Regions from separate parts of the Mus musculus genome. Here region 1 is linked to region 2. Evidence: chromatin contacts called from public Hi-C data. All regions are on one chromosome and are shown on one strand. Each heading gives the region's core, a stretch centred on a gene start, on an enhancer-like site or on the middle of the called end of the contact. The rest is flanking DNA. Distances are from core to core; before and after follow the strand shown. Region 1 overlaps Atp2b4 (ATPase, Ca++ transporting, plasma membrane 4). Region 2 overlaps Sox13 (SRY (sex determining region Y)-box 13).

Region 1 (5,241 bases), core at 356-2,855, 320 kb before region 2:
CTGATAACAGTCTTTTTGGCTACCAGTGTACTGTTAGCTGGCAACAAAAGTTGTAACTTAGATTGGAAAGAGGAAGTCAGCTCAACGAGTGGTGTCTTACCTCTCAGAAATGACCTTAAATCAAACTCTAGTTCCAGAACCAATTAGCGCACATACAACCCAGCTGTCGGAGGCTAAGGCAGGAGGATTGTGAGTTTACGCCCTCCCCTCCCCACTTCTCATTGTTTCGTCTAGTTTGATTGTCCAGCTAGCCTTTGTATCATACTTTGCATATTCCGTTTTAGGAAACCCTGTCTGTCCAGGCTTAATTGGCACCTGTCCGGTTTTAACGTAGGACTTGCTGCTCCCTCTGGTAGATTATTAGACACTTGCTACTGCCTTCCTGTTTCTGGTCTATTTACCTTCCCAGAACGGGAGGCAGAGGGGAGACAGTCAGCACGGTTTCCAGTGAGGGAATGTCCTCTGTCATCACACATGTTACATACTTGAGTGTCCCATCCATCCCTTCCCACAACCAGCCCTGAGTTGCCAGTGGCCTGTGATCACATGACTGCCCAGGCTTCAATTTGTTTTTGCCTTTTAGCCACCCATAAAAGTTCTGGTAAGAGTTTTGAGTTGAGGGTGGGGTCAAAGTGATACCTGCTGTTTCTTGAGGCCCAAAGGCAGGCCTGAAGACACTAAAAAGTCTTACCCTGCAAAAACCTCTCCTTCTAGTCCTGCCACATTCCTCTACTAATCTCTTCTCTCTCTTAGTTCTGCCCTCCCTTTCTTTTTTTTTTTTCGAGACAGGGTTTCTCTGTGTAGCCCTAGCTGTCCTGGAACTCACTTTGTAGACCAGGCTGGCCTAGAACTCATAAATCCGCCTGCCCCTGCCTCCCGAGTGCTGGGATTAAAGGCGTGCGCCACCACGCCCAGCTCTTGCCCTCCCTTTCTAAGAGTCTTGCTGAATTGTTCATTCACATGTCTCTGGTAGAAAGAGCTGGCTGTCCTGGGGACTTAATGGCAGAGGACAGAGACCAGTGGGCTCAGAGGAACTGGTAAACCACATACCCTGTGCCCCTAAAAGTTTAGATCAAAGAAGAAATAGACCACACCTACTTTCTCCGGCACGCCCCTTCCCTGGAGACCCCAGGAGTTGCGGTTGTGTGTTTAACCCTCTCACCTGCTTTGCCATCCCAGTTTTAAATGACTCCGACTGTGCATCCGGATCTCCCCAAGTTCCCTGAGGCTTCCCTCTGGAAGGAAGTCCCATAGCTCTCTACCCCTAGCCTATGAAAGGGGAGTGGAAAAGTACAGTATTCCCATGGGGAAATGGCACCTTCATCAGACCAGCTAAGCTTCCAAGTGTGCTCCACACTCACCTGCTTTGGGTTCCCTCCCGGTGAACCCCTTTAATCAGCCCCTCAGGAAACATTTCCTGGCTAAGCAGGAAGCAGGTGATGCTTTTCCCATGTCTGCTCCAGCAGCCCTCCTCATCCCCACATACTGCTTACACACCGGATTCTGTGCTCCAGGCCCAGATCACAGTAAGTAATATAGTCACTGTGTGACTGGCTGTCCGGCAGCACATGATCTCTGAGCCAGTGTTGGAGTTGAGCATCTGGCACAACCCCCACCACTCTGTGCCTCACCCTTCCCCCACCCCTAGGCCAGGTGGTCCTCCCCAGTCCCCTGACTCCTTGCTTGGGCCTCCTTCCAGGTGGCTGGTTCCCCTTAGTGTCTAGAAGTCCTGAATCTATGTGGACAACTGTTCTTGCCTCCCCCAAAGGTGGCCCTATTTTCCCACCGGACCCCCCCTTTCTACTTTATCTCCTGTATTTGTTTGCCTATAAGAGGGTTGTTAATCACCCCAACAAGAGAGAGGACAAGCCCGCAAACATACTCCAGACCCTTCAATCCTAATTTTCAAAAATCAACTCTTTTCATAATGCACATATAATTGTTGCAATAAAATATCCAGTTAAAAACAAACAAATAAACAAACAAACAAAAAACTAGAAGCAAGAAGGTTTAAAGCTATAAAGGTCCCTGCCATCCTGTAGAACTCCGAAGAATGTAGAAATGGCAACATCAGGTGGCGGTATTCCTATGTACTAACCTACAGACTTTAATCCTGTCCCTTGGCCGGGGCATCTCTACCAGGGTTAAGGGAGAAGACTGAGTTTCAGCTCACTTAGTCTATCTTGTCTTGCTCAAATATATCAAGTATAGGTTACAGAAAACTTGGGACCACCCAAAGATTTGAGGGAGCTTCCATTCTGCCTGATCTTCTTACCCAGATCCGAACAGAGGCAACCTGACTGGTGAAATTCACCATCAGACGGCCAGTAGAACCACGGAAGGATGGAAAGCAGGCCCTCGCTGCTGTTCCTGAGGTTACATTTCTTATGTATGCTGCAGGGTTGAGCTTACAGTTGAGTGGCAGAGTCTCTTGCCTTCCAAGCCCTGAACACTCCAGTCATTGGGTGGGTCTGTAGCTATAGAGGAGAGAGGCCAGGGAGGGAAAGGCTTAGCCAGAGAAGAGAGAGCTACAGCTCTGATGGTGAGGCTTCTGTAGGCAGTATCTTTGAGGGATCTGTAAAATTATGAGAGGACCCAGGACAGGAAACCCAGCTGGTTTATTTGGCTGTTTGTGTGCGCTGCTACCTCCACGTTCTCGCTTCTTCCCTAGGGATGTATTTTTTGTTTAAACAGCAGAGGAATTAAAGAGACACTCTTACCACCCGGCATCCACTCCTCCTCCCTAACAATTTCTTTCGCATCAATCTTGTTTCTTTTCCAAGGAAGAATGGGTCTGAACCAGACTAGGATTGACCACTTCCCTCAATAGAAGACATCCTAGAGCCACCAGCTTTCCCTGGCCTCCACCCCTCCCCAACACTGCATCCCAGTCTACCAACCCAGATTCAAAGCCACACTTGAGTGACACAGTTCGGACATGTAGAATTAGCAAAGCAAAGCAGCAAACAACGAAAACACCCAAGGAGCTTATGCTTAGGATTAAGCAAAAGCTGCCCCCAGGATTCATCGCAGTCAGTCTTCCCTAGACCCCTGAGCCACCAAGTCCCTTCTTCTATGCAGTAGAAAGGAGGCTGACCAGGCAACATATTTGCCCATTTACTCAGGAACACTGCAAAGTGTCTCCGTCATTCTTTTCAACTGTCCCAGCAGAAAAGCCACTCATTTGAAGCCAGCCTCCTGGATCAGGTTCCTCTCCTGGTAACTCTGTATCTTCACACTAGGTCATGTTCCTCTTCACAATATGCAGGTGGCTGGGCAAAGCAGCATGAAGGTACACTTTGGGTCTGAGCAACGTTGCTGTGGATTGGGCGTGGGTGTGCAGTTGAAGGATGAACACCAGGCCTTCCTCAGTAGACAGGGAAAGGCTTCTTTTCATACCTGGGTTTTATCTGCATCTTCTAGGGAAAGGAGAGGCAGCCCTCCCTTCTGTGGGGGAGGGGACACAGCAGAGGCGGTGGGATGGAAAGGGATATGCATGGCTTCTGAATTACAGTTAGGGACTTTTAATTTCCCTGCATGCTGTGGAATGAAGATTGGCTTGTCTGCCTGTGCACAGTATCCATGGTCACTTGTCACTCAGTGTTTATCATGTGCAGTTTTCATGAACTTTGGCTGTTGAGGGGTTGAAACAGATAACAGAGCTGCTGTGTGTAATTTTCTCATCCCACATGCACAAGAAGAGGCCAGCCTCAATACAGAAAGTCACCTGTGTGAATTGCCTTTTAAGTTCTTCCATTAATGTCACCTTGTTCCAACATGCTGTCCTCTATCCAGAAGAACTAACCAATCAGTCCCTTGGTTTGTTTCATTTTAAGAGTGGATTCTTTTGGAATGCTGTTTGCTTTGTGCTACTTTTTGGAATGTAACCTTTGAGACATCCTCACCGACTGCCATCAGTCACTCCACGCCCTGTGCTTGAGATCCGAGGCGTGTGATGGTTTGGGTTGTTGAGCCATCATGTTTTATAGTTGGGGGCGGGAGTTGTTTCTCTTCTCAAACCACTAATTTTTTTTGTTGTTGTTCTCCATGCCAATTCTCACCTCTCTTCTCTTCTCATCCTCTTTCTCATTCTCCTGGTTATAGATCAGAGTCGTCAAACTGTTCCATAATAACCATGAAGTTGCTCATAAACCCAAGAATCGTAGCTCCATCCACACCTTCATGACCCAACCTGAATACCCCGCAGATGATGAATTGTCACAATCCTTCCTGGATATCCAAGAGGGCAATCCTGAATTGGTTTCTAAGGCGGGGACGAGTGTGCTCCTGTTGGATGGTGAAGCTGCTTCGCACGACAACATAAATAACAACGCCGTGGACTGCCACCAAGTGCAAATCGTTGCCTCCCATTCTGACAGCCCTCTGCCAAGCCTGGAGACACCGGTCTGAACTTCCATTCTCTGAGTCCCGCCCCTGCTCTCCCTGTTCCTCTTCTTCTGTCCCATCTGTATGTGACGGTGGGACTTGTCATTGTTGTGTCAGCTGCTCCTAAGTATGTGAGAACCCCCACCCGACCATGAAGAAGCAGGAGCACAGACCTACCTGGATTCAGTCAAACCCTGGGCAGGTAACGGTAGATCCACTCCTCAGGTGTACTCGCTGTCATTTTAAAGAGATGGTGGCAAACCTCTTGGCATCACCCAACCCAAAATCTCCACAGCACTCCCACATGCGCCACCACCTCCTCTTGACTCCAAAATTTTATCCAATGAGTTTCTGCCATTTACATTTACAAGCTAAGCTGTGGGCTCGGTGCAAGACAAATACCCTGGGTTTGTGTTTCAGTAGAGTGGTTTTTCTTAAAACATTTTTTTTTTCCTATTTTGAAAATGTGCACTCTAAGGCCTCCAGCTCTTTCTGCCCTTCATTCTGATGTCCCCTCAAGGTTCTTATATGGCTGATATCTCTCTCTCTCTCTCTCTCTCGGTAGTTATAAGAATGGAAAGGACATGGACAAGTTGAGCCAACTTTGACCCTTTCTGGCCCCAGTAGAACCTTTCATTCTGTTCTAGAGGCAGGCAGATTTCTTTGCTAAAAATGGTCTTTTTGGAGCAAATGAGCTGGTGAAATATTTCCCTATTCTTACCAGGTCAGCACCCACCTTCTGAATGTCTGTCTTCTTGGGTATATAGGGGTTTTGAAGTGCCACGGCAATCAGCCCTAACCATGGGGCTTGTGCATGTGGAATCTATAGTTTTTACCGTAGGCCTGAGCTTCCTT
Region 2 (4,564 bases), core at 1,500-3,999:
AGCCAGGTGAGTGGGGCGGGCGGGAGGCCACAGAGGCAGCTTCCTTGACTTGAGGGAAGGAGTCCGGGGCCACAGTTTGGGATCTGCCCAGTGGAAGAACAAGTCCTTTCTGAACTTAGTCAGGAGAATGAAAAGGAAGAGTGTGCCGCCAAGCTCTCAGGAGACTCAGAAGGCTCTCTGAGGAGGTGGCGCTTGATGGTTGGGTCCTGGAGAAGGGTGATAGGATCCGTGAGGGAGAAACTGGAACTGAGGTGCGAGGCTCAGCGGGAAGGGCTTGCGTGTGAGCGGTGTGAGAGCGACAGGGATCCGGGAGGAGGCTGTGGAGGATTGGAAGGGAGTGCCTTGGAACACTTGAGCAGGGAGTGTGTTCTCTCTGGCGGCGGGGGATGGGAATGAAGGTGACAGATGGAAGGATCGCAGTGAGTTCTGGTGACAGTGCCCACAGACAGAGTTGGGACAGGGCGGACATGCTGCCTGTAAATGCCACACAGGATAAGTAGCAGTGAAAACAACTCGTAATCTACCCTCCCTGTTCCACGTGACCGAGACAGTACAGGCTCCCAGCCACAGAGCCAACCAGGCTTGCTAGCCTGAGTTCATCATCCTCAAATATCCTCCATCTTACTACCCCAACTCCACCCTGGCTGAAACTGAGTGTCCTCCTCTGAGCCCTTATCACTACCTGCTGTGCTGCTAGTGATTGATACACAGTCTTATCTCTGCTGCTTTCCTTCTTGATTCTAAGCCCAGTGAGGTAAAGTAGATAGGAGGGAGAGAACTGTCTAGGCCAAGGGATGGGTTATGGAGTCTAGACCTGGGTTCAAATCCTGCCGCCGCCGCCATTTAATTTGTTTGTGGACAGCCCGCTGAATTTACAAGGTCTGTTTCCTTACCTGTTAGGTTGTATAGAGAGCCCTGACTAATACACCTGTAAGATGAGGCTGTTGCTTTGAGTAACCCTTACGTACCATACATTTTATCTTAGAGGGGAAGCACACGCAGTAGCTTTGCCCCCTACACACAGCAGGGACAAGACCCGAGGGTGCCGTCCCTTGTGTGTGCATGGGGAGCTCTTTAGAGTGGGTTGGAAAGGGCAGGCAAGGCCATCAGCCTGCAGGGGCCATATGGGAAGAGGGATAGATGGTTCCCTGCACTACCTTAGCCTGACAACAACAGGAAAGGTTGGACCAGCTCTACACTCTGCCCTGTGGTCCTGGGGCCTGTCACTTGGTGCCTGCTATTCTGGGCTCACCTGGGACTTTGTCCCTTGCCGCTTTTCTTTCCCCAGTGGAATACCCACTGCAGCTGCTGCACAGCCCGCCTGCCCCTGTGGTGAAGAGGTCGGGGGTGGCCGCCCACCACCCCCTGCAGGTACTCCTTTGCCTACCTTTGCTGCCTGGGAGCCCCTCCCTTGCGGAGCCAATGTCCCTCTTTGCTCTTGGCTCACTCGCCTTGAGTCCTGTCTGTCCTGTGATGGGGTGGTCCTCCTTGGGTGTTTCTCATTCTCTGTCTTTTTGGGTCGGCAGGAGCCCCCACAACCACTGAACCTCACAGCCAAGCCCAAGGTACCTGAGCTGCCCAACACCTCCAGCTCTCCCAGCCTGAAGATGAACAGTTGTGGGCCTCGCCCCGCCAGCCATGGGGCTCCCACAAGGGACCTGCAATCCAGCCCCCCCAGCCTGCCTCTGGGTAAGCCTTTTCATCTGCTCTCACCTTAGACGACAGTGAGTCGTCTCACCTTAGACAGTTGAGCCAGACGCCACCTTGGGCACGGTCCTTCCCTTTCTCCGTTCTAGTTTGGGGTTTTTAAACAGTTCTAAGGTACTCCCATCACCGAGCTCCACCCCAGCCTCTGCTTTCTTAAAGCCGGGGATGAGGCTTGCTCTGAGGACGCCTCCTTCCATGGCGCCTTTGTTCTCCAGGATCAGATTAGACAGCATGGGGTCAGGCCACTGAGCTGCGCATCTGAGAGAGTTGCCTCATTCCCGACCCTTGGCACCCTGCAGCAGGCAGTCCTCAGGGAGGTGTGGGGATGGGCAGGGAGTGTACTGCCACAAGGAGACCCTTAGGTGTGACGTGGCAGGAAGCATAAATATGTGGGCTGCTCCTGGGACAAAGCCCTCGGGTCCCTGCCCTTCACTTTGTTCCCTCTCCAAACAGGCTTCCTCGGTGAAGGGGACGCCGTCACCAAAGCCATCCAGGATGCCCGGCAGCTGCTGCACAGCCACAGTGGGGCTTTGGAAAACTCCCCCAATACCCCATTCCGGAAGGTATGGGCCAATCTTCCTCTGCCCAGAGGACAGGAAGATGAAGACAGGATGACAGAGGAAGTACTCATGCCCACATTGTCTCTGTCACCTGCAGGACCTCATCAGCCTGGACTCCTCCCCGGCCAAGGAGCGGCTGGAGGAGAGCTGTGTGCATCCCCTGGAGGAAGCCATGCTGAGCTGTGACATGGATGGTGAGAGCTCTGGCGCTGGGCGCCACTTAACTCCACTAGGGCTGTGTCCGTCCCTGATTCCTTCCTCCCTCCTTTCTTGGGTCCTTCCTGGCATGTGTCTCCATTGTTCCCTGGTGTCTCTATCCGTGGGTCGTCTTCTGGTATCTTGTAACAACTCTGTGGAGCCCTGCTTCTCTGGATCTTTGCTGTGCCTGTTCTCTGGCCGTGGTGGGCCTCTGCTTACCGCTGGCCTTCGCTTCCCTCCTCATCCTCTACTTCCTGCCTTGCTAGGCCTGAGCTGACTTCTCTATGAGCCTCATCAGTGCCTCCTGGTGGCCATGCAAGGGATATCTCTGCCAGCCCCAAAGCTGTTGCCTGCCTGACTCTTACCTACCCATCCTCCAGGCTCCCGTCATTTTTCCGAGTCTCGGAACAGCAGCCACATCAAGAGACCCATGAATGCCTTCATGGTGTGGGCCAAGGATGAACGGAGGAAAATTCTCCAGGCCTTCCCAGACATGCATAACTCCAGCATCAGCAAGATCCTTGGTAAGGGCCAGGGCGTGGGTCCTCTGCAGCTCAGGGTGTTGAGCCCAGGGGACATAGCTCAGTAGGACTGGGTCTGTTTGGAGTTTTCATGCCTTATTGAATCCTGGTAGAATCTTACCAGGTGTAGCAGTTGAGATGTTCTTGGCAGCTGGATCCTAGGACCTTGTACCAGCGCAGGGCTCTTTTGGTTGTCCCTCCCCTTGGGATTTTGTGTATTCTTTACCACCTCCAAACACCCGGTGCCTCTTATGGCCTGTGCTTTGGCAGAAAATAGAGACTAGCATTGTGGACCATTGGTATAGAGACTTTGTGTCAGAGGCTGAGGAGCGGGCAGGGCCGACAAGTCTGAATAAGGGTGGTGTTTTCATGGCTGAGTCCCCTCCAGTAACTGCGCGGGTTTCTTGTCTGGAACACCAGGGTTGTTTTCGGCTTTCCCATGTCTACCCTGGCCCATGCTCTACCACTGAGCTACACCCCAGATTCACATCGGATACTTGATGGCTTGGAGTGGCTGCTCTTTCGTGAATGCCTTTGGGGCGGAGACCTCTCAGGGGTGCCGAGTTGTTTGACATGAGAATGGTACAGACTCCCCGTCATTGCCAGCCTCATCTCTTCCTGGCCCAGCATCCAGGGAGCATCCACACTTGGCCAGGCCCTTGATGAGTGCTTATGCCTTATCATTTTTGATCCCAATTGAAGACCAGGGTCCAATCAGGACTTCTAGCTAGGGCTTGGAACCTGGTGGGGTACCACGAGAGTCTGGCCCTTAGTTTTTGCCTGGTATTGGATCAGGTTCTCGCTGGAAGTCCATGACCAACCAGGAGAAACAGCCGTACTACGAGGAGCAGGCCCGTCTGAGCCGGCAGCACCTGGAGAAATACCCTGACTATAAGTACAAGCCAAGGCCTAAGCGTACCTGTGTCGTGGAGGGCCGGCGGCTGCGAGTGGGCGAGTACAAGGCCTTGATGAGGACACGGCGCCAGGGTGCTCGCCAAAGCTACACCATCCCGTGAGCAGGCCCTCCCTGGTGGCCAGAGGCGGCTTGTGGCTGCTGTGAGAGACTGGGGTTGTGTGTGTGTCTGGTCTTTGTGTGAGGCAGGCAGAGCAGCCAGCAAGGATCTGGGAGCAGAGTTGTGTGCCATCTGCCTGTGTGTGACCCCTGATGGATAATGACTGTGTGCGAGACTGGTGACTGGGAGTTGGGTATAAGACCTAAACTGGGGCACCTGCAGCCTGACAAACGCAGGGCAAATTGAGAACACCACAGGTATTCATCCCGTAGGAAGGCCCCTTATTTGACCATGACAGGCACTAGGGTAGAGTTCTGTGGTCAATGACACTAAAACAAAATAATATTCACGTGCCACCGTCCAACATACCCTCGACTCTGAGCTTTCGAGCTATAGCTGGCAGTGAATTTGGCCATCAGGAAGCACACGCAAGGGCCAGAGTATGCCGGTTACCCAGCCTGCAGGGAGGGCTGGAAGGGCTGGGAGGGCACATGGGTACATCTGTAATTGCGAATTTTCTCTGCCTCTCAGCCCGCAGGCTGGCCAGGCACAGGTGAGCTCAGAT

What was found. A called contact is a pair of places that touch in the nucleus more often than the background predicts.
Region 1: a contact with region 2 is called in a Hi-C map of embryonic stem cells, with 4 times the contacts expected there. The contact joins two enhancer-like sites. A contact is called at or near these places in 3 of 39 promoter capture datasets (embryonic stem cells, pre-B cells and stem cell-derived epiblast-like cells), 2 of 15 datasets of contacts at CTCF or cohesin (large pre-B cells and pro-B cells), 57 of 484 Hi-C or Micro-C datasets (the 63-12 cell line, the AML12 cell line, B cells and 24 more), 3 of 115 datasets of contacts at active chromatin or transcription factors (all in embryonic stem cells) and 1 of 9 other capture datasets (embryonic stem cells).

Annotation. Positions count from the first base shown.
Region 1 is chr1:133,705,860-133,711,100 of GRCm38.p6, reverse strand. It overlaps Atp2b4 (ATPase, Ca++ transporting, plasma membrane 4), which reads left to right. Exons shown (of 20, transcript NM_213616.4): 20 at 4,105-5,241. The coding sequence ends at 4,410. Among named protein-coding and RNA genes, the nearest start is that of Mir6903, 18 kb to the left of the region's middle. Within about 2 kb of position 1,605, at least 12 of the 459 cell types and tissues checked have an H3K27ac peak or open chromatin away from gene starts, as enhancers often do. A contact at or near this core is called in embryonic stem cells, where this site is marked.
Region 2 is chr1:133,383,891-133,388,454 of GRCm38.p6, reverse strand. It overlaps Sox13 (SRY (sex determining region Y)-box 13), which reads left to right. Exons shown (of 14, transcript NM_011439.2): 7 at 1-6; 8 at 1,289-1,371; 9 at 1,527-1,689; 10 at 2,161-2,270; 11 at 2,365-2,461; 12 at 2,846-2,989; 13 at 3,782-3,998; 14 at 4,531-4,564. Among named protein-coding and RNA genes, the nearest start is that of Etnk2, 23 kb to the right of the region's middle. Within about 2 kb of position 2,749, at least 63 of the 459 cell types and tissues checked have an H3K27ac peak or open chromatin away from gene starts, as enhancers often do. A contact at or near this core is called in embryonic stem cells, where this site is marked.